Linked DNA regions of Mus musculus: regions 2, 3, 4 and 5 are each linked to region 1. The links are chromatin contacts, called in public ChIA-PET, capture Hi-C and promoter capture Hi-C maps. All regions are on one chromosome and are shown on one strand. The core of a region is the stretch at or near the end of the contact, and the rest is flanking DNA. Distances in the headings are between cores, read along the strand shown.

Region 1 (5,241 bases), core at 722-3,221:
AAGAAAAGCATATTGCTGTTTCTTCAAGAGTGAGAGAATAATGATGTTGCTGACTAAAGATTTTAAGTGTGAGATAAACTGCATTAATTGTAATAAAGAGCTGCAAGAATTGTTTAATAAGCATGTAGGATGCTATGATCCAACTCCCAGGATTTTCTTCTGATGTGGCTATGGTCTTATTATTATAGTACTTGGACTCTTGCCAATAGGCATGCCTCAAATATCAGCCTCTTTCCATAATTGCCTTGGCTACAGAATTCTTTCTTAAATGTGGGAATGAAACTCCATTTTTCTTTTGGTCACAGCATGGGTGCAGTGACTGATTATTATAAGCATAAACCCTCATGTTTTCTTCCTCTACAGGAAAAAGTTTGAGGGCTATTTCAGAATTGGACTGAGGCAGAGAAGATTTTTGTTGAAATGTATCTCAGGCTAATTTCTCTCTCTGCCAAATTTTTCTTTCACTGAAACTGATAATCTAATAAACTTCTTGTCCTCCCAACATCTGGATAGCACAACCTGTGATAATTAGTCTTGAAGCTTTAACCCAGATGAATAAGAAAAGCCCGACTGGAAAATATAATCAATAAATGGCAATTGATAAGATAGCAAACAAGGTAGGCAGCCTCCCAAGTGCCGTACCCCCCCCCCCCACACACAACACACACACACACTTAGACACACACAAACTCTTAGAGAGGGTTCTCACTGTATAACCCTGGCTAACCTGAAACTCACTTTGGTGACTAGGCTGACCTCAAATTCAGAGACCCACCTGCCTCTTCCTGAGTTCTGGAATAAAAGGTGTGCACAGCAATGTGTAGCAAAACGCATTTGATTTTTTTGTTTGTTTGTTTTAGTTGTTGTTGTCATTGTTGTTTTTTCCTAGTAACTTTGATTACATAGACAAAAGATGCCATAAAGCTTGAAAGCATTAAGGTCTGCCTATCTTTCCTGATGTCTTTAGTATGAGAACAGGGTACTTTATTGTCAAATAAATGTGCTATACAAAAATAGGAAAATGATACTTTCTCTTGACATATCAAAACCTGAAGTTCTTAAAAATCTTTAACGTTTAGCAGTTAGGGGTATGAGTAAACCTTTCTTCTTCCCTTTTTGTGAGACTAGATTTCATGTAGTTCTTGATGGCCTTCTACTAAGTAGCCAAGGGTGATCTTAAAGCCCCTATCGTCTTGCTTGTACTTTCCAAGCGCTAGAATTGCATATGTGTGTCACTAAGCCTGGTAATTCCATTTTTAAATAACCATATAAACCTTCAAATTGTCTACCTTATCAGTGTCCTGAATTTGAACACTGCAGCATACAAGATTGCCTATGTCAAATAAAATTTTATCTTTGAAAACACTTTCATAATATTCCACACCTAATTAAACTATAATTCCTCCTACCCATTAAACAGTATGATCCCAATTCTCAAATAGTCATTAACTGCAGGACTCTAGAGAATTCTTAGAGCTGGTTTCTGGAAATTAAGAGTTTCAAAAAGTTTATACAGGGGATTTAATGCACAGACACTCAAAGAATTGAATACATGACAGTAAGATACAGTTTTAACTGAGGTGTTAGTGTGGGAATGGAGAAAATGGTTAATCGATTAATGTAGAGCAAAACTTCAAGAAACAGAAAAAAATAATCACTTCTAGCCATGAGAAGGGAGATAAAGGTTTTCAACAATTTATGGCAACTACCAAATGCCTATCTGTGTCTACTGAATAAAACTGCTAAGGAGGACATTATTACATTGGCTTGCAAAAGCGCATGTACAAGTGCAGACAATTTAAGCCTGACACCGGAAGTATTTCATTTCATGTAGGCAGTGAAAGCACTTTCTCTTTTAGTTCCTCCTTTGATCCGGAAGAAGAGACCTCAACCTTCGCTGTCGATTGGACCACGTCATAAGGGCGGGGCCATGGCGATCCATTCGCCTTGGTAACCATATGTGACGTAGCTGTATGCCTAGGATCCCTGGCTCTAGGAGCTCGGTTTTAGTGGGCGCAGACTCCGATCAGGCCCTGTCGTGGGTGGTGCTATTGATGCCACGCCCCCCACGTCCTCTCTGACTGGCTGTGATGCGTCACGTAGCCAGAAGAGACTCGCCGGAAAACTGTGAGCTTGCCTGAGGTAGGAGTCTTCCGGCTTCTACAGCCACTTCCCACGGAAGCTGGGGGAGCCGCCCTCTCAACTATCTCCCGTCACACCCTTCTGTTCGCTCGCCTCAGACGCTGCCCTTCCACACCCGTGCTCTGGTTCGCGCCTACTTGGGGACGCTGTCCCCCCAGTATTCACTGCCCTATCCCCTCCCACCCATCTAAAATGTCTAATAGTCTCCAGAGCGTCATTCTGAAAACCGCAGAGGAAAAGTCAGGCTCGCGCTGGTAAGTACCAGTTCCCAGTTCTTCAGGCGCCCGCCCACACCCTGTGACTTAGGTTGTCATGGCCGCGTCAGCTGACGTTCAGCCGCGCGCACCGGGTGCTAGCTGCGGGGATGTGGGAGCACAGCGCCATCACAGCACACCTCCTTACACCGCACCCACTGCACACCAGTGCAGAGCCCTTGGCTCCCAGTCCTCTCCAAAATGTAAAGCAGCCCGCGATTACAACGCAGCTACCATCTCCTGGCCCCCAGCGCGCCCTACGCCACCCGCTCGAATTTCATAGGCGGAACAAGTAGATACCCACGGAAGTAAAACCAACTTGGCGATGCTCCAAGAATCTCAAACACTTACCAAAACACCCATCGTGGATTAGCAAGTGCAGCCCCGCGGCGCTGTAACTTCAAGTGAAAATAGTCCCATTTTAATGTACTTAGAAAATGTGTTCTAGAACAAGGGACTTTAGTATTTGAAAATTTCAACTAATATGGAGAAAAGTAAAAACTTGAAATGTGTTTTTCCAGGTAACACATTTGAAACGGGTCTAAAAGGGGTGCATCTCATTGGTTGTCTCTACAAAGGAACAGTTGGAACACTGTATGGCTCTGGTTAGGTAGGAAACTCACTATAGCCAGGACTGTCCACAATACAGCCTGGGTTTACCTCGTGTTAGGATTACAAAGGGTTCTGACAGTCTTTGGTTTGGAAATGTATCACCAGTAACATTTTTCTTTTAATTTTGTGTTAATCCAGATGAAATAAAAGCAGGAACAACAGAATATTCCTTAAGGAACAATTCTTTAATTTATGCTTTCCAGAGTTAATGAGTGCTTGTTGAGAAGCAAAGATTAGTAAGTCTGTAGAAGGTAAATGAACAACATAAAATCTAAGAGCAAAACTGATGAAAGGGGATTGTGGTTGAAAAAAGAAAATCTACCTGGTGTTTATTGCAGCTTTGTTTGTTACCATTTATGAGACTAATGTTTCACTTTCTAATAAAAATAATGGTATCAGGGAATATTTTGATAACAACAGAAAAGAAATAATTTAAGAAAGAAAGGATTATTTAAATATTTGCTCCAAGTTTAAGAACATGAATTTGTGTCCTGTTTCTAGGTTTCTTTTAGTTACAAGTATATACAAACCCAAATTGCAATGAAAAACCAATAGTGATTTTAAAAAAAACACACACACACATTTTCCTTTAAAACAATGCTCTAACAAAAACAAGTGACCATCCTGTGTCAGCCTTGCCAGTAGCTGAATCTTTAGGAAGCTGTTACTATGCAAGTACCCCCCCCAAAGTCATTAACAGTAACTAGTGAGCTGTTAACATAGAAAGAACTGTTATATAGCAATAGAGACGGCTCTTTGGTAGTCTGTATTTTGTGGAAATTTAAAGATAAATTGTATCCTATACAGAGAAGCAAAAGTAGAAGAAATGCTTTTTAGTCAATAATTTTATATGTTTTACCTGTATATGATATATTATAGATGATATAACTTATGTGTTTAAGATCATATTCTTTTCCAGTCCTATAAGATTAAGTGGTGCATTAAAGTTTTTTATTATGCCCTTGGGCTCTCTTTTAAACACTTTCTAACAATTTTGGCAAATTTTTAAGTCAGAAAAATATCTTAAATTCAATTATGTTTTGGTTACTTTCAACTTCTTTAATTCATTGGCTTATTTTCTTGTGCCTTGTTATATTTTCATGCTTTTATTTCTTAAATTTTCTGATATCATAACATATTCGGAGTAGTATTGTCATAGAGAATATTTATTACTTAATGTATGTAATTTAATCAAGCATAAAAATAGGAAACTCAGTTTTATAAGAACAATGCAAAAATCTGTATATTTGCAGTGTAGTAGTCATTTAATTATTAAGATTTGCATTGAATTCTTATTTACTCAGTTGTGTACCACAGGTAGCATAATAGCTCTAACGTTTGCTTTGGTCTGGTAACTATTTCATCTATTGGAGATTGAGTGTGCAGAAAATTTTTGGAATAGGATTGATGAGATTAAAATAGGTTTGAGTAACTAGTGACCGTGCTGATTTAGAATGAAGATTGTATTTCAGATGACTTCAGAAATCCGAGGGCTTGGATAAGATGGTAGAGAATTAGATTTAAAGAAATGGAATAAAAATTACACATACCTTATTAGGAAATTACTAAGATTTATTGAGAAGCTTTCTTGTCAATATTTGTGAATTAAATGAGACAAAGACAAATGTCCAGTTAAAATTACTGCTCTCAGCATGTGGCTTCATTCACTTGGGAAGAAAATGTTTCATTGCTGGTTGATGTCTTTGGTTGTAAAGTTTTATCTTTACAACTTCAGAGTAAACTTGGAGAGACATTAACACCATATAAGCTAACTGGACTTATGCAATTGAATTGTTGAACCTTGCTTTTTATATAAAGTATAAATAAGATTCCTTAAGGAAAGCATGTAATTCTGTATAAGTTATTGAAAATATTTTAAACCCTTGTATTTTTTTTTCAGCTAAAATGTTGATGACAGTGGAGGTCTATATTGCTTGGCTTTTAGGATTAAAATTAATGGTGATATTATTCCATTAATAATATATAGTATTTAATATTATATGAATTGTAACATATAACTTCTTACATATTTTTTATAAATAGCAAGAAGGGAAAGTTTGGTCTCCTAACAGATGAAAATACGTTATTTTCAAAACCATAAAATTTCATTAGCCTCCAACATGTTAATTATTTCATTTCTAATCCATGAGTGATAAAATATCCATATAGAGTAGTAAAAAACAAAACCAGAAACCTCAGAAATTAGTTTTGTTAGCATGTTTATCAGGACTTT
Region 2 (5,241 bases), core at 1,350-3,849, 830 kb before region 1:
CTCTCTCTCTCTCTCATATCATACATGCAGGCTGAAGCCTGGGAGGGAATAGTTTAGAAATTAGTACTTCCTTGCCAAGACCCAAGAGAACACAGATCAGGTCTCACAGAAGGTAGAAGTCTTGGTTGAGTAGCCCTTGTGTAGTCAGGCAAAATAAGCTAGTCTGTGTCTTTCCACAGTAACTCCCATGTGACGCTTAGAAAATTCTTTCCACTTCAGAGTCCATGTCAAGAAATAGTTGGGTTTTTGAGATTTCCCCCTGCAGACGAAGAGCTGGCTCTGCACGACCTTTCTGTTGGGCCCAAGCTTCTGACGCTCAACCTCAGCTACTGCAGAAGTGAGGAAAATCCAGCTCTCAAAGCAGCAGCTGGATTGTTGATCTGCTCCAGGCCTTGTGTCACCTGACTCCAGCAGCTGCTATCCAAGCCTCTGGCGAGCTACTTAGCCTTTACGGAAGGTGATGTGGTGTTGTGTGTGCGTGACCATGCATCCCTCCTACCTGCGCCCTCCCTTACTTGCCGTGGGTAGGGCAGTCATCGCACCTGCTTCCTCTTTGGGTCTGTGAAATGAGAGCCACTTCGGCTTTGCCACATCTAACATCTAAATGGTATTTAGGAGAACAACAGCATAGCTCCTTGACTTGGTTAGGGCCAGGCAAGGAGTTCTGTAAGTGGAAGGTGAGGAGGGTCGTGAAGTAACCCTTTAAAAATGTTTATTAATCCTTTGAGGATCACACACACTTACACTCACATACACATACTCACATAGTCACATACCCTCACAGACACATACTCACACAGAGAAACTCATATACTCATACAGTCACATACATTCACACACACCCTTACACACAACATATTTGATCATGTTCACTCCCTACTCCTCCCCTAACTCCTCCCAAGAATACGCCCACCCCCAACCCCTCCTAACTTCATGTCCTTTAAAAAATTATTTTTATAACCCGTTCTCGATGTCCATATATTAGTGGGTGTGGATCCACCCACAGTAGTGTGATTGACCTTCCAGGGGCCATGCCCTTAAAGAAAACTGACTTTCCCTCTCCCAGAAGGACACGCCCCCTGCTTGGACTTAGGTTTCTGGAGCAACCTTCCCTTAGGCTGACCTTCCGGCAGTTCCTTGGAGCCCCACCCAGCCAGCAGCTGCCCTCGCCTCCTGCAGATGTTTCCAGTTTGCAGATTGCTTGGGGTTCTCTTTGGTCATTCGTTCCATTTGCTCAGAAACAACAGCCAGCATTCTTGTCGGGAAGTGAGAGAGTGCCAACCTCAGGATGACACAAAAGGCCCCAGTCATGGGAACTAGATAGAGATGGGGTGGGGGCTGGAAAGGACCAGAGACTGGACCATCTGCAGTGACCTAGACTTCTGCTGGCCTCTGCTGCAGCCGGGGCCACCAAAACAACATCTATCTGGCTTCCATCTGGCAGGGCCCAGAGTGGGTCAGTTGAGTCATCCTGGAGGGTTCAGGTCAGAAAGAGCCATTCTCCTGGAGGCCCGGGAATGACTGGAGAGTCATTCTGGTTCCTTGGCCCTTCACAGTCAGGATCTATTCCAAGGTTAATGAAAGGTTAGAAAGTGTTTGGTATTCAGGATCAAGTGCAGACACAAATGAATAGGCTGCGCATTAAATCGTAAATTGTGTGCCGTGCGTTTCATGTCTGTCAAGCAGCTGTTTTGGCAGGAGGTGACCATAATATTCATCAACCTTCACACCCTGCCCAGAAGGTGGCCTTTTTATAGCCTTGAAAAGTGCCAAGTGCTCTGCCACGCCCTCCAGAATGAGTGACAGGTAAGACACAGAAACTGTGGTTATGGTTCTGAATAGGGCGGGCTCTTGAGATAGCCAGGCTTCACCTGCAGCAACGGAGAGGCCCCTGTGGCTGCGGGTGCTCCATCCTGCCTGTCTAGGAACTGCCTGCAGTCAGACCCCCCAGGCTGGCCTCTGCCTGGGCTCACGAAGGGGGGCGGTCTCATAGCTGAACCCTGGCACAAGCTTCTTCATGCGGTCAAGCCACTCACTTCCTGGCAAGTAGAGAAGATAGGAGAAGACGTCATCGCCGTCCTGCCATCGCCTTCGGGTGAGTCCAGTTTCTGAAGCTCAGAAAACCAACAGAGGATTTGGAGCAAAAAGCTTCTTCAACAAAAGACGAGAGAAAGGTGCCAAGGAAAGCCACATCTAGACCATTCCAACCTCAGGGGCACAGCCAGCCTGCAGTTCACGGTTCACAGAGGGTCTGTGGGTATAGAGACGCTTCCTGTTGGTTCAGTAACCAGCAAGCACCTCATGAGGAGTCACTGGCCCGGTGCCCATGAGGCCCACAGGAAGAGCATGGGTGCAGGACTCTAAGAGTGGTCCAGACCCTGCCCCAGATGTTGGGTGTTTTTTACTTCTTTCAGGTCCCAAAGAATAATCTTCCTCCTTCACCAAAGAGGAATTAAAGACATGGGAGATTGGGCAATGTGGCCAAGGTTATCCGCTTAGAAACAAAGCTCACAAAGCAAGAAGGACGTGGCATGTTCAACGTCTGAGTCACTCGCTGGCAGCCAGCCCATTTTGATTTCTTCCCCGGGGCTGGGCCTCAGGGCATAAATGCAGTGGGACAGGCCTGACACCTGGAGGCAGAAGCCCTGTGTGTACATGGAGTGGGACAGGAGGTGGTTCGATGCGGGAATCTCACCGAGGCAGAGAACTCTGGCACAGGTTTGAGTGCTGAAGGTCTGGAAGGTAACTTCCAGTAAGAGGTGATATGACTGGCTGGCACATCAACCTGGATGGACAGGGCAGGGAGACTGGCCATGACACATACATGCAGTGGATCACTGTCTGGTTGGGTGGTCCTAGGGTGTTCATCTGTGGGCTCAGCGAGGTGGGCACCAGAATAAACAAGGAGCTAAATGTTCTGGCTAGCCGGTTTTGACCTCAAACCAGTCACTTTGGGCACCAGTTTCCTCTCATGTTCAATTCCACTTCTAGCACACTTGTGCTCTAAAATCTCACTGTGAATGTTGATTTGGGACAAGAAAAGTGATGAGTGTAACACCAGGAACAGTTCTAAGCCCTACAGAAAAAGCAAGAAGAACAGGGCCAAGAACAAATGACAGAGCTCTGATCATGGAACACAGAAAACAGGGTGCCCATGGCATCAGATTAGACAAATCACACTGAAGAGAGAATGGACGTGTGGTGGTAAACAAGCATAGAGAAGCCACAAACTGTCTTGTAAGGCATTCTCTCTAAGGGCCTCTTAACCAGACTGAGTAACATAACCCCAAAAGACTGCAGGGAAAAGATGCAACAAAGAAACAAAAAATGGACCCTCTCGTTCCTCTCAGCTTCTGCCCAACACAGTGACATGGTTAGCACCCTCTTGGGCTGGGGTGGGATGTGTGTGGGGGTAGGGTGGGGACAGACCTGGGAATAATATATGCATTCAGCTCCAACATAAAACAGGTCTCCCATGTTGCCAGGTGTTATAAGAGGCTCCTGGAGGTCCAAAGTTGAATAGGAAGTGGGAGAAACAATTTAACTCCAAAGTAGCATAAAAGTGCTCAAAGAGAGGATAGCATAAGCTGAAATGGAATCCATAGTGAGGGAGGGGCCACTGGCTGCCCACCAGCGCCTTTGATCCTTCTTGGGAGTTGATTGTACATACAATGGTAAGTGGGTTCTGCCTGTGCCGTGGGTGGCACCATCCCGGATACTTCTGGGCATCAGTGCCCCAAGCTCTGTTATTGAGTCCTCTCCAAGATACTCAATTAAAATGACAGCTTTGCCATGTTTTGTTTCTTGTTTCTAGAGACAGGGTCTCACTTTGTAACCTTGGCAGTCTGCTCTGGCTTTGAATTCACAGAGATCAAGCTGCCTCAGCCTCCCAACTTCTGGGATTCCAAGCATGCATCTGGCTGGGTATTTTATTTTTAGAATTACACAAATCCCTATGGGTGAATGGGAAGCAACACCAAAGTTCCTTCTATGTGCTCGTTATTTGTGACTTGCAGTCTTCCCAAAAGCATGTGCTCATAATAAAAGAACAGAGCATGACAACTAAGATACCAGGAGCCAGGGCTGGAGATTTGACTCAGTGGTTAAGAGCATTTGCCACGGACTGGAGAGATGGCTCAGCGGCTAAGAGCACTGACTCCTCTACCAGAGGTCCTCAGTTCTATTCCCAGCAACCACATGGTGGCTCACAACCATCTATAATGGGATCCAGTGCCCTCTTCTGGTGTGTCTGAAGACAAAAACACAGTGTACTTACATATAATAATAAATAAATCTTTAAAACAAACAAACAAACAAGAGCAATGGCAACTTGTGATGGTTTGAATAAAAATGGCTCCCTTAGGTTCATAGGGGAGTTGCAGTATTAGGAGGTGTGGCCTTGTTGGAGGAACTGTCACTGTCTCAGAAGCTCAAGCCAGGTTTAGTGGCTTATGGTCTCTTCCTGCTGCCTGCTGATCTAGATGTAGAATTCTCAGTTACTGTTCCAGCACTATGTCTGTCTACGTGCCACCATGCTTCCTACCATGATGATAATGGATAAAACCTCTGAACTGTAAGCCTGCTCAGTAAAATGTTTTCCTTATAAGAGTTGCTTATAAGGCTGGTAAGATGGCTCAGAGGGTAAGAGCACTGACTGCTCTTCCGAAGGTCCTGAGTTCAAATCCCAACAACCACACGGTGGCTCACAGCTATCTGTAATGGGATCCGATGCCCTCTTCTGGTGTGTCTGAAGACAGCTACTGTGTACTTATGTATAATAATAAATCTTTGGGCTGGAGCAAGCAGGGACTGAGTGACCAAAGTTGACTGGAGCGAGCAGAGGTCCTAAAAAGTTCAATTCCCAACAACCACATGAAGGCTCACAACCATCTGTAAAGCTACAGTGTACTCACAAATATAAAATAAATAAATACATTTAAAAAAACAAAAAAGAGTTACCGTGGTCATGGTGTCTCTTCACAGCAATAGAAACGCTGAGACACTACTCTCTGAGAGGACCTGATGTCAGTTACCAGCACTCACACCAGGTGGTTCTGAGTGCCTTGTAACTCCAGCTGCATGCAAGTGATGATGACTTCTGGTCTCTATGCCACCTTCACACAAGTGTGTGCACACACATAAAAATAAAAAAATAATTTAAAAAAGGATACTAGAAGCCTGAAGTTGAGACAATGCGTGCAGCTTTTCTAGAAAAGTCTTTTTTTTGCTGAGACAAGCCTG
Region 3 (5,241 bases), core at 1,829-4,328, 790 kb before region 1:
GCATGTCACTGAACAGGTAGTACTGAAATGAACGCAAAGATGAGGTGGGGAGCTGGCTCAGTGCCTCAGAGTACTTGCTGCTCTTCTGGAGGACCCAGGTACGAGTCCCAGCTCCTACACGGCAGCTCACGACCACCTGTTAACTCCCATTCCAAGGGATCAGACACCATTCTCTGGTCTCTCTGGGCACCAGACAAGCATGTGGTGCTCAGATTACACCCAGGCAAACCACAAAACTGTAAAGCATCTCAAGTCAGGAAAGTACCCTCACCTGGACTCCTAGTACACATTGCTAGCTGTAGCTAGCATTGTGTAGCTCCATTTAGCCCCACACCTGCGATTTATTCAAGCTGCCTGCAATACTGCTCCTCATTCAAGGCCAGACCTCATTCCTGCTCAGCATGTTATGCTCATTCTTGCATACTTCTAAAACCCTTAAGAACACTCTTAGTGGTGATAGGCTTTTCTGAGCAGCGGCCTCCTCACCACGTGTGTGGGAGATACTCGGTAAGATGCTGTGCAGATGTCAAAGACCAACGAGAGCCTCAGCCCCTGCGCAGTACAGATTGTGGTTTTTCTTATACCTGCCACATCTGGGACGTTTATTTTAGAAAGTATCACAAGGTGAGCTTCAAAACTAAAATAAAATGGTGTAATCCCATCGATAGACCATGATAAGAGCTCTTCAACACATAGGGCTGTTCATTTCTGGAAGTTCTCTATATTTTCAAATAACAGTTGGCCAGGAAGAACTGAAACCGGCAAGCAGACCCGTGAGAAAGCAAACCACCAGGTTCAGACTGACCACACTGCCTCTCTTTCTTCTACTTTTCTTAAAAAGATTTATTTAAACTAACCAGTACCCCGGAGCTCGTGACTCTAGCTGAATATGTATCAAAAGATGGCCTAGTCGGCCATCACTGGAAAGAGAGGCCCATTGGACTTGCAAACTTTATATGCCCCAGTACAGGGGAACGCCAGGGCCAAAAAGTGGGAGTTGGTGGGAGGGTATGGGGGACTTTTGGGATAGCATTGGAAATGTAAATGAGGAAAATGCCTAATAAAAAATATAAAATAAAAAAAGGTGTATTTACTTATTTAATGTGCACCAGTGTTTTGTCTGTATGCATGTCTATGTGAGGGTATTAGATCCTCTGGAACTGGAGTTACAGATGGTTTGAGCTGCCATGTGGGTGCTGGGAATTGAACCTGGGTCCTCTGGAAGAGCAGCCAGTGCTCCTAAGCACTGAGCCATCTCTCGAGCCCTGACACTGGACTCTCTTAATCAGTTCCATGCTTATACAAATGTTTTCCAATGTTTTTAATAACTAACAGCGAGACAGGCACTTTTACATGTAAAATGTCAGCTACAACCCTAGTTACTTTTTGGTGGCCACAACTTTAATTCATATTTAGGCAAACCCATCATTAAAAAAACACTGGGGTTCTACAAATCCTCTGAGTCCGAAGGCAATTTACTTAGAAAAATGCCATAAGTGGCTCATATGCTTTAACCAGTCAGTTTCTATAAGTGAATATGCCTATCCTTAGATATGGGGGCAGGGGAAGAGAGGTTAAGAAGGATTCCTGTCCCCAAGTGTCATTAAAGCAATAGCAAGGCAGCATTATACCGTAGCTCACCATTCAGCATTCTTGTATCTGTCGCTGTCAGAGCAAAAGGGAAGTGCTGACAAGAAAATTTGGTTGGAAGTCTGAACTGTGAGAACAGGAAGACCATGGTCCACCCAGAATGAGCAGGGGTAACACTTTTTCTATCACCTTTTGGTTCCTTTTGAAATTCATGTTGGCCATGTGAGGTGGTACATGCTTTTAATCCCAGCACTTGGGAGGCATAGGAAGTGATGCCTGTGGATTTGAGATCAGCTTGGTCTACATAGTGAATTCTAGGACAGGCCAGTCACTATGAATAGGGAGAACCGGTCTCAAAATAAAATAAAATAAGTCAATGGTATTCATTGGAGAACACCATAAAATATTAGCATATTTTGTATTTTATTATAGTATACATTTATATGTTCTATAAAATAGAAAGTATTGAAATGTATTCTTCCTGAGGAGTATGACTTTCCACTAGACCTTACATTTAGAGCTACTGATACCTCTGCTTTTGCAGGAGTGGTTCTATATAAAGAAGCAACTCAAAGAAATATTAGCACATAAAAAAATCCTAGGCCACCCTACTGTAACAGACTAGGTCATATGACAACACCACAGAGAAACAGCTACTTACAAATCTAGGTGACAAAACCCAACAAACATATTTACCTTTAAAAACAACAATCTAGTCAGGTGTGTTGGCACTCACTGGAGAGGCTGAGGCAGGAGAATTGCCATGAGGTCAAATCTAGCCTGGATTACACAGAATCTGTCCAAAAAATTCAAAGGGAGCCTGGCATGGTGTGTTTACATCTCTAATCCCACAAGTTGGCAGAGGCAGGCCGATCTCTTTAAATTTCAGGAGCGCCTGAGTTCCAGGCCAGTCAGGGGTACATAGTGAGACCCTGTCTAAACAGAACAGAACAGATCAAAACCAACCAAAATACGGGCAAGAGGGGTGGCTCAGCAGGTAAAGGTACATACCCCACAACTCTGGAAGGCTGAGTTTCCTAGATCCCATGCAAAGGTGGAAGGAAAGAAGTGACTTGAAAGTTGGTTTTGATATGTACACAACACCACACACACACACACACACACACACTTTTTAATCCCAGAAGAGAATAACAATAATCCAAGCATTTGTCAGAAGCAGAAAGTTGAGCCAAGAACAATGCTCTTTGCAGTTTGATCTGGCATGAGAGACTCACACTCCATACGGTGAGGCCTGTGCAACACAGCCGTTCCAATGTAACCCTTCCCCCACCCAAAGAACAACATCAGAAGCCAGCACTAAACAGATAATTAAAATGTCCTCTGATGGGCAATTATTTAGTCTGGATTAGAAGGGTCTTTACCTTTCCAGAAAGACTCCAGTCATACGATGCAGCTGTGAGACTGAGCGTTTGACTTTTCTGTTCCTAGTCTTGGTTTTCAGAAATGATGAAACAAAGTTTACTCCCACTGTCACTGTCACCCTCAGGCTGTGTCGCAAAGATATGTTTAAGCTCCAAGGCACAGACTTCCTCTTTGAGGCCAATGGTATTTTTTTTTCCCCTTTCCCTCATTTCCTTTTCTTTAGATTGGCTCTCTTCTCACAGAGCTAGGCTGGTCTCCACCTGCTGTGAATGATACTGCCTTTCTGATCCTCCTGAATACTAGGACCACAGCCTGAACCACCATGCCTGGTTTGTGTGGTGCTGGGATTAAACCCAGATCTCCATGAAAGGGAGGCAAGCACTCTACCAAGCGAGCCGTAGCCCCACCCCACCCTGTGGCACAGTTCTAAAGATCCTGTAAGCCATAAGAGTTGCTTGTATACATTTTCACACATGAATGCCAGAAGATCGAGGAAAGTTCATTTCTAGGGAAGAGTTTATTATTTAACGCCCTCCCCCCACCCCCGAAGTTTACTGACACCAGTATGACCTCATCACCAACAGCAAGGCCTTTATAAATTCCATCTGGCCTGATGAAGGAGATGAAGCTGAGATAGAAAAATGAAGAGTTACCTGTCAAAATTAAACAGTGGGAACTCAAGTGTATTCAGAGCATTGAAATACCTTTGGAGGGAACAGAAGATTAATATATATATATTTTATTTTTAAAAAAGATTTATCTATCAGTGACTGCATATCAAGTGACTTCTTTTGTGATTGGGTTACCTCACTAAGGATGATATCCTCCAGATACATCCATTTGTCCAAGAATTTCATAAATTCACTGTTTTTAATAGCTGCGTAGTACTCCATTGTGTAAATGTACCACATTTTCTGTATCCATTCCTCTGTTGAGGGACATCTGGGTTCTTTCTAGCTTCTGGCTATTATAAATAAGGCTGCTATGAACATAGTGGAACATTTGTCCTTATTACCAGTTGGAACATCATTGAGAAGAGAGGCCTCTTGGTCTTGCAAACTTTATATGCCCCAGTACAGGGGAATGCCAGGGCCAAGAAGTGGTAGTGGGTGGGTAGGGAAGCAGGGCAGGGGGAGGGTATAGGGAACTTTCGGTATAGCATTTGAAATGTAAATAAGGAAAATATCTAATAAAAAATGAAAAGAAATTTACCTATTCAAACTTGCAAGTATTAAACAATGTTATAGAAGAATTAAAAAAAAAAGATTTATTTATTTATTATATGTTAGTACACTGTAGCTGTCTTCAGACACTCCAGAAGAGGGTGTCAGATTTTGTTACAGATGGTTGTGAGCCACCATGTAGTTGCTGGGATTTGAACTCAGGACCTTCGGAAGAGCAGTCAGTGCTCTTAACCACCGAGTCTTCTCTCCAGCACCCAAGATTCATTTATTTATAAGCATTTACTAGGAAAATACTATCAGGCAGATGCCACAAACCACCTAAGGATTGGTGGACGGGATTAGGCAGTGTATTTGGGATCTTGCCAATGGCGTAGGAGTAAGCACTGGTAGGAGAAGCTATAAAGAGTAAACACAGATGAGCTGAGTCTGAGTGTGGGAGGTCTTTACATTTAAACCTGTATGCAGTCACTAGGTTTCATTGAGTGAAGATGAGACTGCACTCACGTAAACCAGATGGTAAGTATCACTCACTAGGTATGGCCTCCAGATGCAATCGAGAGAGTTGGATGTGGTGGTATATCTATAAATCTTGTTCTCAGGAGGCTGAGACAGGAGGATTTCCAAGCTTGAGGGCCTGGGTTACATAACCAGACCTTTTTGGAGAGGAGAGGGGACAGATTTGAGAAACATGAGCTGACTGTGGTTGCCACCAGCCTAAACAGCATATTATTCTAGAGTAAGTAGGAGTACAGTCTAACGTCGTGGCCAGAGCTACAGTAGCATAAGCTGGTTTATCATTTTCAAGTCCTGTATGCTGCTGTATAAGATATATGTGTTATACTTTTGCTGTGGGTCTATTTACCCTGACATCATTGCAAACATGTAAGCAATGCTCTGATGTATGACATTACAATAGCCAATAACAATGGATGAAAGGAATTTCCAGCCTCATTAAAATCTAATATTTGTAACATGTGAACTAATGTTGGCCATCATATGCTATGTGACTGCATTGAACAACATTTATAAATAGATGTTTTGCCTGCATAGATGTCTGTGTGTCACATGCACACCCAGGGAAGAA
Region 4 (5,241 bases), core at 2,054-4,553, 750 kb before region 1:
AGTTTCAAATGAAAAAGTTCCACTCTAGTAGTAATTTCTCTAGAGTGGATTCTCAGCAATGCAATGAAGACTATACTTAAGAATGTATTTTACATCTACATGCTAAGCCTCAGTTCTACACATACAACTTAACAGAAATCATTTGACACTGGCCATGCTTAATAAGCTGGGTGTGTTTGGTTCCAAGGATATGTATTTTCTTACTCTAAAGGCAGATGACATAACTTTTGAACCTAAGAGGTAGTCCTGGATCCTTCAGTAAAGAGCTTACATCAGCCTGGGTATGAGGGCCTGTCTCAAAAAACAATAAGGACGTGAAACAACTGACTTTAAAATTTGGTGTTATAAAAGTCTTAAGGAGCAGTGATGTGCTCTCAGAACATGTCAGTAAAAAACAACATGATCTGCGAAGACATTGCTTTGTATGATAACACTTTCTAATGCAATAAACATTCTCGATATGAAGATAAGAGGTAAAATTCTTGCTTAGCCAACAATCATCTTTTATAACAAATAGTGGGAAACAGACCAGTTTAAACAGGTTATTGGCTAACAAAGAAGTGCTCATTCAGGGTTACTGTGAATTTTTTAGGTCAGTTTTTTTTTTTTTTTTAACTGATGGCTTTATTTCCTCAGTCCAGTTGTCCCCCTCCCAGTCCCTTCTCCCACAGTTCCTCATTCCATTCCTCCTCCACCCCACCAGGCCTTCCCACTCCCTGGGGCTTCTAGTTTCTCTAGGATTAGGTACCATCTTCCACTGAGGGCAGACCCATCAGTCCTCTGCTGTATATATTAGGGCCTCAGATGAGCTTGTGTATGCTGGTGGTGGCTCAGTGTCTGAGAGATCTCAGGGGTCCAGGTTAGTTGAGACTGCTGGTCCTATGGGATTGCTCTCAGCCTTTTCCAGCCTTTCCCTAATTCAACCACAGGGGTCCCTGACTTCAGTCCAATGGTTGGTAAGTATCTACATCTGTCTTAGCTGCTTGTTGGGCCTCTCAGAAGACAGCCATGCTAGGCTCATGACTGTAAGCACACCACAGCATCAGTAATAGTGTCAGGTCTTGGAGCTTCCTGTTGAGATGGATCCCAAGTTGGGCTGGTCACTGTTACCAACCCTCAGTCAAAAATTCTGACCCAGAATTGTTCCTGTCTAAACTGCAGCTACAAAACTGGAGAAGAAATGTCAATATTCTTGAGAATTTTGTAGTATTTACGCAACTGATTAAAGCATGTTTCCACAATTTATTCACAATGTCTCCAAAGTTTGAGTCAAATGTTTTACTGAAACCAAAGCACTACACGATTGTGTTTCTGCCTTCATCTCCATTAGTTTAATGAAATATGAGGAGTCATGATGCCTTGGGGAAGTTTTCAGTTATCCAAGTAAGATATATTAGTATTTTCCCCCCATAAGAATAGGCTAAATGCTAAGAAATATTTTCTAAATGCCAGTAGATGTGTGACATTCGCATCAGCTGTCCCCCCGCCACCCAAGGCCTGAAGGAACAAGATTGTGAACAGACAGAGCACACTGATTTGCAGTGTAATCCCCATTTAACATGACAATTCTCAACCACTGTGCATACAGAATCAGAGCTGCCAGCTTTGGGGTATGGTCACCCCTGAATTAGTCAGAGGTCATTCCTGTTCTGTCTTGGCTTTCTTGGCACCATATACCTCTGCATGTGGAGAGGTTAGGTACAGATTGGCAGGCAGATTACATTGAGAGCTAGTGCTCCTGGCAGCAGTGTAGTGGGGCACCTCGGTCATGCAGAAAGTCTCAGAAGTAGAGACCAGCATTTTATGTCAAGGTTTTAAAAGAAAACCAGCAGCGCCTCAGGCCATGAGTTAGAGGGACCCTGACAACATTGAGGCTCCAGAAATCAGATGTACCAATAGTTTATAGATCCGGTTGCAAAGTCATAGACCCAGTAACAAGAACTGGAGCACAGGAATGGTGACTGGGATGCAAGAGGAGCATGCATGGTCATTAGAGTGAAAAGGCATTAGGCGTCATTAAGCCAATGCTACTAGGTGTTGCCAATCCTGACTTATGTTGGCCTTGGGGGTACTTGCTGATTTAGGTCAAAAGTGGGATGTGGGAATGGATGGTACACGAAACAGATAGGACGAATGGGGCCCCAGGGATGGTACGTGCAGGAAGGGGCTCTAGGGTCTGTTCGATAATAAAGCCCACACTCACACACCCATGTTCTACATATTTTGTCTTTGTTCTTTGGTACCCAAATAAACTACTGGTTTAAAAATTATGAGGTTTCTTGCTTATTTCATCCCACAAATGAAGGACAAATGTTCAACAGATTTGACCACTGGGCACTGTTTTCCTTTCTCCTCCATTGCCCTGAGATCTGCTTAGTACCCCCTATTATAGATGCTCCATGTACAGCAGCATCTGTCTTAGAGAGGCTACACAGTCTGAGGCCATCTGGAACAGAGAAAGAAAACCAATGAATCAAAGATACCTGATTTATGCTTTAAAAAAACAAAAACTTTTCATGATTGTAGAGTTTCTTTAAAATTGGTTCTTGGGTATTCATATACCTGAGGCTCAGGTCACCTCATAGTTGGCTCATATGTTCGCCCAGTAGACACTGGGTCTGAACTCTGTCATGTAGAAAACATATAAAATGCTGTTTTAGTGTGTTTACTTCACCTGTTCAGAAGTGTCAGTATTTGCTTTTGAGCATCCTGCTCTTTTGAGCAACTTGCTAATGACATCTGTAAGTAATTAAACTTATATTTTATGCAAACCATAGTCTTCACATCTCTTTAGTTTTCATAAATTCCTTCGAAGTAAGAACAAACTATATGTGGGAAACAGGCTTTCTTTTATGTGTGGAAACTTTGGGGCTCAGTAACTCATCCAAAACTATAAAACTTCCTAAATAGCCAAAAGCCTTAGTCCAAAGCCAAAGCTTTGAAACTTTCTGATACAGTTTTCCTGATAATCTTGTATAGACTTCATCATGTCCTAGGTCTCCTCCATCTCAACTGCAGAGCTGGATACCAGGAAATGGGACTGATTGCCAGACAAGTCTCAGGGCTACTGCATTTGTTTTTGTTATAGCCTGTGGTGAATACTCACTCCCTGCTAGTGTCAGGTCAGGGATATTGATTTGTTGGCTCTGAGAACTACAGCTGTTCTGGAGAGAGAGTTCAAGTTGTCAGCGGTCATTGTGACTCTTGAATCATTGTTTCTGGCGTGGTGCTTACGTGTAGCTGACTCCATGCTGCAGGTGAGCCAACTCCTATTAAAGAGTCTTGAGCTTCATCACCAGAGCTACCAGGCAGTTGAGATGGGGAGGCTGCTGCTGCTGGCTGGTGAGTGTGACAGAGCCTAGCAATGACATAGTCCAGGAGATAGCAGTTTGTCTTGTCTCTAGTGCCTAGCAGAGAAACCTGGGGCTTAGGGAGCTGGATTATGTGAATGTGGGGTAGAAAAGAAAAGAAAGGCACCTGTGGAGGAAGGGGCTGGGCAGTAGTTCTCCAACCTGGTGGTTTTCATGCTTGGGCTTCATCTTGGACCAGTTAATTTGAAATTTCTGATGAGAGGGCTATGATGTGTATGTGCGCACGTGCGCGTGTGTGTACGTACTTTTGAATTTGTAGCCAGAATTGAGAATCACTGGCCGAGAGCTTTAGCACACACTTCTAACCATCATTGTCCCTATGCAAAGCAGGTACATGTAGCATGCGATGTGCTTTAGAAAAGGAGCTTAGACTAGTTCCACTCTGTTAGCTTTGGAGGAGAGGAAACCAGTGACTGATGCATGTCTCTATTTGTGTGTCTACATGTGTACATGGTGCTGAGCTGGAGAGGGCACTTGCTAACTGGAGGGTGTGTGGAGTGTGCACTCTGCATGTGTGTATATGAATTTCTTCATTTCCTGCAGGGCTGGTTCTTCTGATGAAACACAGTGATGGTGAGGAAACCACTTCTCCTCCAGAGCCAGGGAGATTCTCTGGCTAGGAAATCTCTATTCAGCGTCTCCTGAACCTCTGCCTGTCATGGCTCCTTGGCCAGAGGTTATTAATCCAATACAATCCAACACAGGACTCTGGTTATTTGCTGTTTGTATGTATCCTTATGTGCCAGGATCTACTCTCATGAGGCATTCTTTCTTCTCTGGAGCCTCAGCAAAAGGTCAGGATGTCTGGGGGCATGCATAAGCAGCTTTGGTGTATGTTTACGGGGGATATGGAGGCTGTTACAGTGGCCTGGTCTCTGATTAGGCTTGTTGACTCACTCTACTGTCAAGAATCTGAGTTCCCTTCTTGCCCCATGATCTCTGCTGATTAATACTTGCTCTTCTTGCCAGGTACTGCCTACAAACTGGTGTGCTATTTCACCAATTGGGCACATAGTCGGCCAGGCCCTGCCTCCATCATGCCCCATGACCTGGACCCCTTTCTTTGTACGCATCTGATATTTGCCTTTGCCTCAATGAGCAACAATCAGATTGTGGCCAAGAATCTGCAGGATGAAAACGTTCTCTATCCAGAGTTCAACAAACTCAAGGAAAGGTATGTTAGATGTGTACTTGAGTTCTCAGATTTTATAGCTTGAAGGAGATTATGCCCACAACTCTTATTACTCTTAAAATTTCCTGGTTTTTCTAATTCAATTTTCCCTCAAATGGGGATCTGAGTACCTCTGACATAAGAGCTCTCCATTGACCTGAGCTCCTCCTTGCCTTGATGACTTGGTAGTGTTGCCTCTTCCTGAGTGTCTTCACGCTCCTTTCTCCTGGGAAACTTTGGCTCACCCTTTGAGCCCAGTTGTGAGGAGTTAATGCTGCTAATGTGCTTCAAAGAGGTCCTGAGAATCACAAATACTCAACAAATGTTAAAGTTCTTGCCTCTTGCAACTGCCAGGCTGTGAGTTTTCTTCTAAGGGGAGCTCTTTGAACACAGAATAGTTAGGGCATACACAAAGAAGCTGATGCTCAGGAGGTGCTGAAGTGTTTCCTGTCTGGCGCCTGTGGGTTCCTTCTCTGCCCAAGGGAAGGTCTGTTATTATATTAATAGAGAGTGATGGGCAGGTCAAGCTCCCAGGAAGTGGGATGCTTGTCTATGTGTTTGCTGTTGTGTTTCAAGCACTCAAAGGCACATAATCATTACTCAGTGAATATTTGTTGAGTAAGAAAACAAATGGCTAGAAACGTTCTAGACTTGTCTCTCTTTTATGGAAAAATTATGGAGACGTGGAGGAGCTTGGGC
Region 5 (5,241 bases), core at 1,139-3,638, 720 kb before region 1:
AGGTGTGAGCGTGACAGGGCTTATGCTACTGTCCTGGGGTAACTGTCACTTGGCCTACTTCACTCGTGGAAGTGTTGAAGTTTGATTAGTGAATTATATGGTTAGTATTCTTACTACTGTTGATATTTTCTCGAGTATTTATGTCTGAGTTTGTTAGTTCTAATATGTAATCTCCAGGAGATCAGGATCCCTGTTTGGTGGGTATAGTGAATGATATATGGAAGCTACAAAACCGCCGGACACATTAGCAAATATCTACTGAATTAATAACTGACTCTACAACCTAAACAGTACCAGAGACCTGGAAAGTTAGATATCAAATCTTTAAAGATTTAGCTGAGAAAGTTTGGATGTAATTCCTGCTTTATGTACTTCTTTTCCTATTTCCCTTCGAAATGCACAGTAAGCAGTAGACATACCCGGGGTAAGAATCACCCTTTGCTGCACTCCTAAATCGAGGCATCAAGATATTAAATGGAGCAAAGCTTTTTTTGTGTTTTTCACTCAAAGTATCAACTTTCTGATACATCCCTGGGTATGGTGTCACATCCTGTAATCACAAAAAGATTAGTGGATTAAATACAGATATCTTTCATAAGATATAATCTATATCTTGATAAGATATAATTTAACACAAATCACTTAAGGTAAACAAAACAGAGTCATTTTTATCCTGTTTATAAGTCATCTACATACAGGTTAGTGTGTCAAAGATGTAGAAATAGGGCCTTGTAGGCAAAAACCTAGTATGGGGCTGGGGAAGTTGTATAATGACATACAACACACAGAAATAAACTTAGTATGGGTAAGGAACCAATGTTAGTTGGTACAGTCTACCACTGGGAGAATTTTATAGTTAGTATCTCCAGTCCTTGACTGTCTATGTGGAAAACCACTAATAAGAGAGTAGGAACTTATGCAGCCCGGTTAGAGCTCAGTGAAAGCACATTTGCCTGGTGCAGTCTAGGCTCAGAACTACATCAGAAAAAGAAAGATAAGATTTCCCCCCACATAATTAGACTTGAAATCTAGCCAGACACATATACCACAAAGTAAAAAAGTTGGAATTTATCCTTTAACTGACAAGATAACGTGATGTATGTAGGTTCTCAATTTCAACTTTTGGTTATTAAAACCTTGCTTTGGATCCATTTCTTTAGTGAAGGGCTTTTCTCCCTGCTTCCCAATCATCTACCTGTGTTAATGTCTCAACATAAATTTATGTTGCCACATGATCCACCCAGAACAATCCCAGAACATTACCTTGCTGATTGGCTTAAACCTCACAGCTGTCCTGGCTCCAATAGCATAGCCTTTCGTACTGGTTGGGACTTTCGATAGATTATATGCCAAACCATTCCACTTCCAGTGGAAGGAAGAGAACGAAGGCGGGGTGGGGTGGGGGGTGGGGTGGGCGTGGGGTTGGGGTGGTGGTGGTGCGGTGGTGGGGTGGGGTGGAGAAAGAAGAAAAGCATCAGAATTAGTAACACAATCCTAGAACGGCCTTCAAAGTGGAGTGAATACAGAATGTGTAAACTTCTCTGCAAGACATGGCCTTCCCCCACCTTGTCTTGGTTCTTTTATAGTCAAAAGCATAGAGTTCAACAAATGACACAAGTGACTTTGCAAAGAGGTGTGGCTGGACAGACAAACACATGAATTTCTGTGTATCCCAATGGCTTCAGTCTTTAGAGCTGTCAACAACTGAATTTACTTTTATGGAAGAGTCAGCCTGAAGATTGTACTGACTGACAGCTCAAGAGGGCGCTGGAAGTGAAGACAGGGAAGGGATTATATGAAGACAAGCTTGCGTTTAGTGGGGGATGGAAAGTGGCGAACTATCGTAGTTTACACATAGGCTCTACAGCTTGTCTCATATTGGGACCCAGAAATTAAAGTTACACATAGAGCAGTTTTTCTCCCAGAACACCTATGCATCCTGCTGTAGACAGGAAACTGAGTCCCACCCAAGGGGAAGTGAATACTTACATCTGTTGCTGCTGCATAACACCCAGGGCCTGTGTGGGGCATTCCCCTAAGAGGGAGATACAGGTTCCCCAGCCAGGTTGGGGGATGGTAGTGAGGAAAGAGTTTCCTCGCTTGACGTGTTCCAAAGGAGTAATTATTCACCTTCCCTAAAGATCAAGAGAAGAAACTCCAGGTGAGCACGTGGGTGGAGGGAAGCATGGGGCAAGGGGACCGTGCTGCCAACTCTTACATTGTAAAGCAGGTGTAACTCCACGGAGCGGAGGAGCAACCGGTATTTCCTCCGTGTTCATCTCTCCTGCTCTTCTTACCCTTCTTCTGCTGTCTGCTCTGTAAATCTCTGCTACTCTCCTTACCTATTCTGCTGAAGCACATCCTGCAGGGTGCTAGGATTAGCTCTGTGTACTACGTTGCCAAGGGAACGGAACCGCGGAGAGCTCTGAGCGCGCCTGCGCAGCAGGTTGCTCAGGACACAGGTCAAGTTACATCTAAGCTTTGAGGCTCTTAACTCTAGAGGGTGGCACCAGCTAGGCACCAGGTGGAAGGGCTACATGGGTGAGTGTGTGGAAAACTTCTTTGGAAAAGTCCACGAAGAATACACTGCTGTAAAGGTAGGTCTATGGGGCTCAGATCACCCTAGGTCTGGACTCCGGGGACCAGAAAAGGAGAAAACTCTGTGCTGACAAGTGAGGAAGATTGTGCCTCTGAACGATGCCTGGAGCAGAGGACTGTGGGGCAGGTGGGTGTTGAGATTGCGCTGACAGCAAGGACCCCATCAGGTCCATTTTAGATCCGTTTTTCTTTTTCCTCAAGTCTGAGATCGTGTGTGTGTGTGTGTGTGTGTGTGTGTGTGTGTGTGTGTGTGTGTGTGTAGGGGTGCAGGGGTAGGAGAGCGCAGGAACGTGTGGGTAGGAGGCTTTCAAAAGCTAATGGCTCTCAGTGGAACACTAAGAGTGCATTTGCATTGTTGAAGAGCTTAATAATTTAACATTTTTGTAAGTCTCAGTATCCTCATAATTCTACTGACAGGTTTGCTGAGTGTTTTAAGGCTGTGGAAGCAAAACCACACAGTGTGTACTTCCTAGCAGTTGTCAACGTAAAAGGTTTTCATCACATAGATAACAGCCAACTAACCTTTGAGCTTTTTCATACTACTGAGAGAAAGAACATCAGAATGTTTGTTATTAAACTTTGTCCTGTGCAGAAACAAGAACTTTTCTCCCCTGTGTTTTAGGGTAGCTTTACGACTTGTCCAGGTATAGGAGGTAACAAGACACACTGTCTGGCCCATGCTGCTGTGTGTCTTCCTTCCTCCCTCCCTCCCTCCCTCCCTCCCTCCCTCCCTCCCTCCCTTCCTCCCTCCCCCCCCCTCTCTCCTTCCTTCCTTAGATTATTTTTTAGATTTTTTTATTAGATATTTTCTTTATTTACATCTAACCCTTTACTAGTTTTCCCTCTGAAAATCCCCTATCCCTTCCCTCCTCCCCTGCTCCCCAATCTACTCACTCCCATTCCTGGCCCTGGCATTCCCCTATACTGGGGTATAGAACCTTCACAGGACCAAAGGCCTCTCCTCCTATTGATGGCCAACTGGTCCATTCTCTGCTACATATGCAGCTAGAGCCACGAGTCCCACCATGTGTTTTCTTTGGTTGGTGGTTTAGTCCCTGGGAGCTCTGGGGGTACTGGTTGGTTCATATTGTTGTTCCTCCTATGGGACTGCAAACCCCTTCAGCTCCTTGGGTCCTTGATCTAGCTCCTTCATTGGGGACCCTGTGCTCCTTGAGCATGACTGTGAGCATCCGCTAAGATTTTTTTTATTAGATATTTTCTTTATTTGCATTTCAAATGTTACCCCCTTTCCTGGTTTCTCCTCCAAAACCCCCCTATCCCCTCCCCTCTCCCCCTGCTCCCCAACCCAGCCACACCTGCTTCCTGGCCCTGGCATTCCCCTACACTGGGGCATAGAGCCTTCACAGGACCAAGGGAGGACCATCTCTTCCCATGATGACCGACTAGGCCATCCTCTGCTATGTACACAGCTGGAGCCCTGAGTCCCACCATGTGTACTCTTTGGTTGGTGGTTTAGTCCCAGAGAACTCTGGGTGTACTGGTTGGTTCATATTGTTGTTCTTCCCATGGGGCTGCTAATCCCTTCAGCTCCTTAGGTCCTTTCTTTAGCTCTTTTGTGGGGACCCTGTGCTCAAAGCAATGGATGGCTGTGAGCATCCATCTCTGTATTTGTCAGGCACTGGCAGAGCCTTTCAGGAGACAGCTATAACAGGCTTCTGTCAGCAAGCACTTGTTGACATCCACAACAGCGTCTGGGTTTGGTGACTGTATATGTGATTTATCCCCAGGTGTGGCAGTCTCTGGATGGTCATTCCTTCAGTTTGCTCCACTCTTTGCCTCTGTAACTTCTTCCATGGGTATTTTGTTCCCTCTTTAAGAAGGATAAAAGTATCCACACTTCGGTCTTCCTTCTTCTTGAGTTTCATGTGGTTTGTTGTTGGGAGCCGCCCCCACATTCGCCGTCACAAGATGGCGCTGACATCCTGTGTTCTAAGTGGTAAACAAATAATCTGCGCATGAGCCAAGGGTATTTTATGACTACTTGTACTCTACCTTTCCCGTGAACGTCAGCTCGGCCATGGGCTGCAGCCAATCGGGGAGTGATGCGTCCTAGGAAATATAACTCTCCTAAAGAGGGAAGGGTTTTCGGTTTTCATTATTGAAGGGGCTTTCGTTTTTGGGGCTGGGCGCTGGGCGCTTGCCCTCCTGGCTCCCAAAGATGTAAGCAATAAAGTTTTGCCGCAGAAGATTCTGGTTTGTTGCGTCTTTCCTGGCCGGTCGTGAGAACGCGTCTAATAACAGTTTGTGAATTGTATCTTGGGTATTCTGAACTTCAGGGCTATTATCAGTGAGTGAGTACCATGTGTGTTCTTTTGTGACTGGGTTACCTCAGTCAGGATGATATCCTCGAGATTCATCTATTTGCCTAAGAATTTAATAAATTCATTGTTTTTAATAGCTGAGCAGTACTCCATTGTGTAAATGTACCACACTATCTGTATCCATTCCTCCGTTGAGGGACATCTGGGTTCTTTCCAGCTTCTTGCTATTATAAATAAGGCTGTAATAAACATAGTGGAGCATGTGTCCTTATTACACGTTGGAACATCTTCTGGGTATATACCCAGGTGTGGTATTGCGGGATCTTCTGGTAGAACTATGTCCAATTTTCCTGAGGAACCG

The links. Promoter capture Hi-C pulls out the DNA fragments that hold promoters and counts their contacts. ChIA-PET counts read pairs in DNA pulled down with a chosen protein or histone mark. Capture Hi-C pulls out chosen DNA fragments and counts their contacts.
Region 2: an RNA polymerase II ChIA-PET map of memory CD8 T cells shows a contact between it and region 1, with 64 read pairs. The contact joins the enhancer-like site here to the promoter of Lrif1 in region 1. A contact is called at or near these places in 4 of 115 datasets of contacts at active chromatin or transcription factors (effector CD8 T cells, large pre-B cells, memory CD8 T cells and 1 more).
Region 3: a capture Hi-C map of macrophages shows a contact between it and region 1, with 7 times the contacts expected there. The contact joins the promoter of I830077J02Rik here to the promoter of Lrif1 in region 1. A contact is called at or near these places in 2 of 39 promoter capture datasets (liver and neutrophils), 1 of 115 datasets of contacts at active chromatin or transcription factors (bone marrow-derived macrophages) and 1 of 9 other capture datasets (macrophages).
Region 4: a promoter capture Hi-C map of liver shows a contact between it and region 1, with 7 times the contacts expected there. The contact joins the promoter of Ovgp1 here to the promoter of Lrif1 in region 1. A contact is called at or near these places in 15 of 39 promoter capture datasets (the 3T3-L1 cell line, 3T3-L1-derived adipocytes, the C10 cell line and 9 more), 1 of 484 Hi-C or Micro-C datasets (the G1E-ER4 cell line), 2 of 115 datasets of contacts at active chromatin or transcription factors (astrocytes and craniofacial prominence) and 2 of 9 other capture datasets (liver and macrophages).
Region 5: an RNA polymerase II ChIA-PET map of memory CD8 T cells shows a contact between it and region 1, with 21 read pairs. The contact joins the promoter of Pifo here to the promoter of Lrif1 in region 1. A contact is called at or near these places in 7 of 115 datasets of contacts at active chromatin or transcription factors (acute myeloid leukemia, embryonic stem cells, epiblast stem cells and 3 more).

The regions. Positions count from the first base shown.
Region 1 is chr3:106,719,711-106,724,951 of GRCm38.p6, forward strand. Lrif1 (ligand dependent nuclear receptor interacting factor 1) reads left to right here and starts at 1,972. Exons shown (of 4, transcript NM_001039488.1): 1 at 1,972-2,396. The coding sequence starts at 2,335.
Region 2 is chr3:105,892,897-105,898,137 of GRCm38.p6, forward strand. The region is part of intron 1 of Tmigd3 (transmembrane and immunoglobulin domain containing 3); the gene reads left to right. Among named protein-coding and RNA genes, the nearest start is that of Adora3, 8.9 kb to the right of the region's middle. Within about 2 kb of position 2,600, at least 231 of the 459 cell types and tissues checked have an H3K27ac peak or open chromatin away from gene starts, as enhancers often do. A contact at or near this core is called in effector CD8 T cells, memory CD8 T cells and pancreatic cancer cells, where this site is marked.
Region 3 is chr3:105,929,586-105,934,826 of GRCm38.p6, forward strand. It overlaps I830077J02Rik (RIKEN cDNA I830077J02 gene), which reads right to left and starts at 3,079. Exons shown (of 6, transcript NM_001033780.3): 1 at 2,973-3,079.
Region 4 is chr3:105,970,499-105,975,739 of GRCm38.p6, forward strand. It overlaps Ovgp1 (oviductal glycoprotein 1), which reads left to right and starts at 3,304. Exons shown (of 11, transcript NM_007696.2): 1 at 3,304-3,342; 2 at 3,915-3,944; 3 at 4,341-4,545. The coding sequence starts at 3,318.
Region 5 is chr3:105,999,109-106,004,349 of GRCm38.p6, forward strand. Pifo (primary cilia formation) reads right to left here and starts at 2,389. Exons shown (of 6, transcript NM_029604.3): 1 at 2,219-2,389; 2 at 1,990-2,135; 3 at 1,264-1,362; 4 at 420-550. The coding sequence starts at 2,279.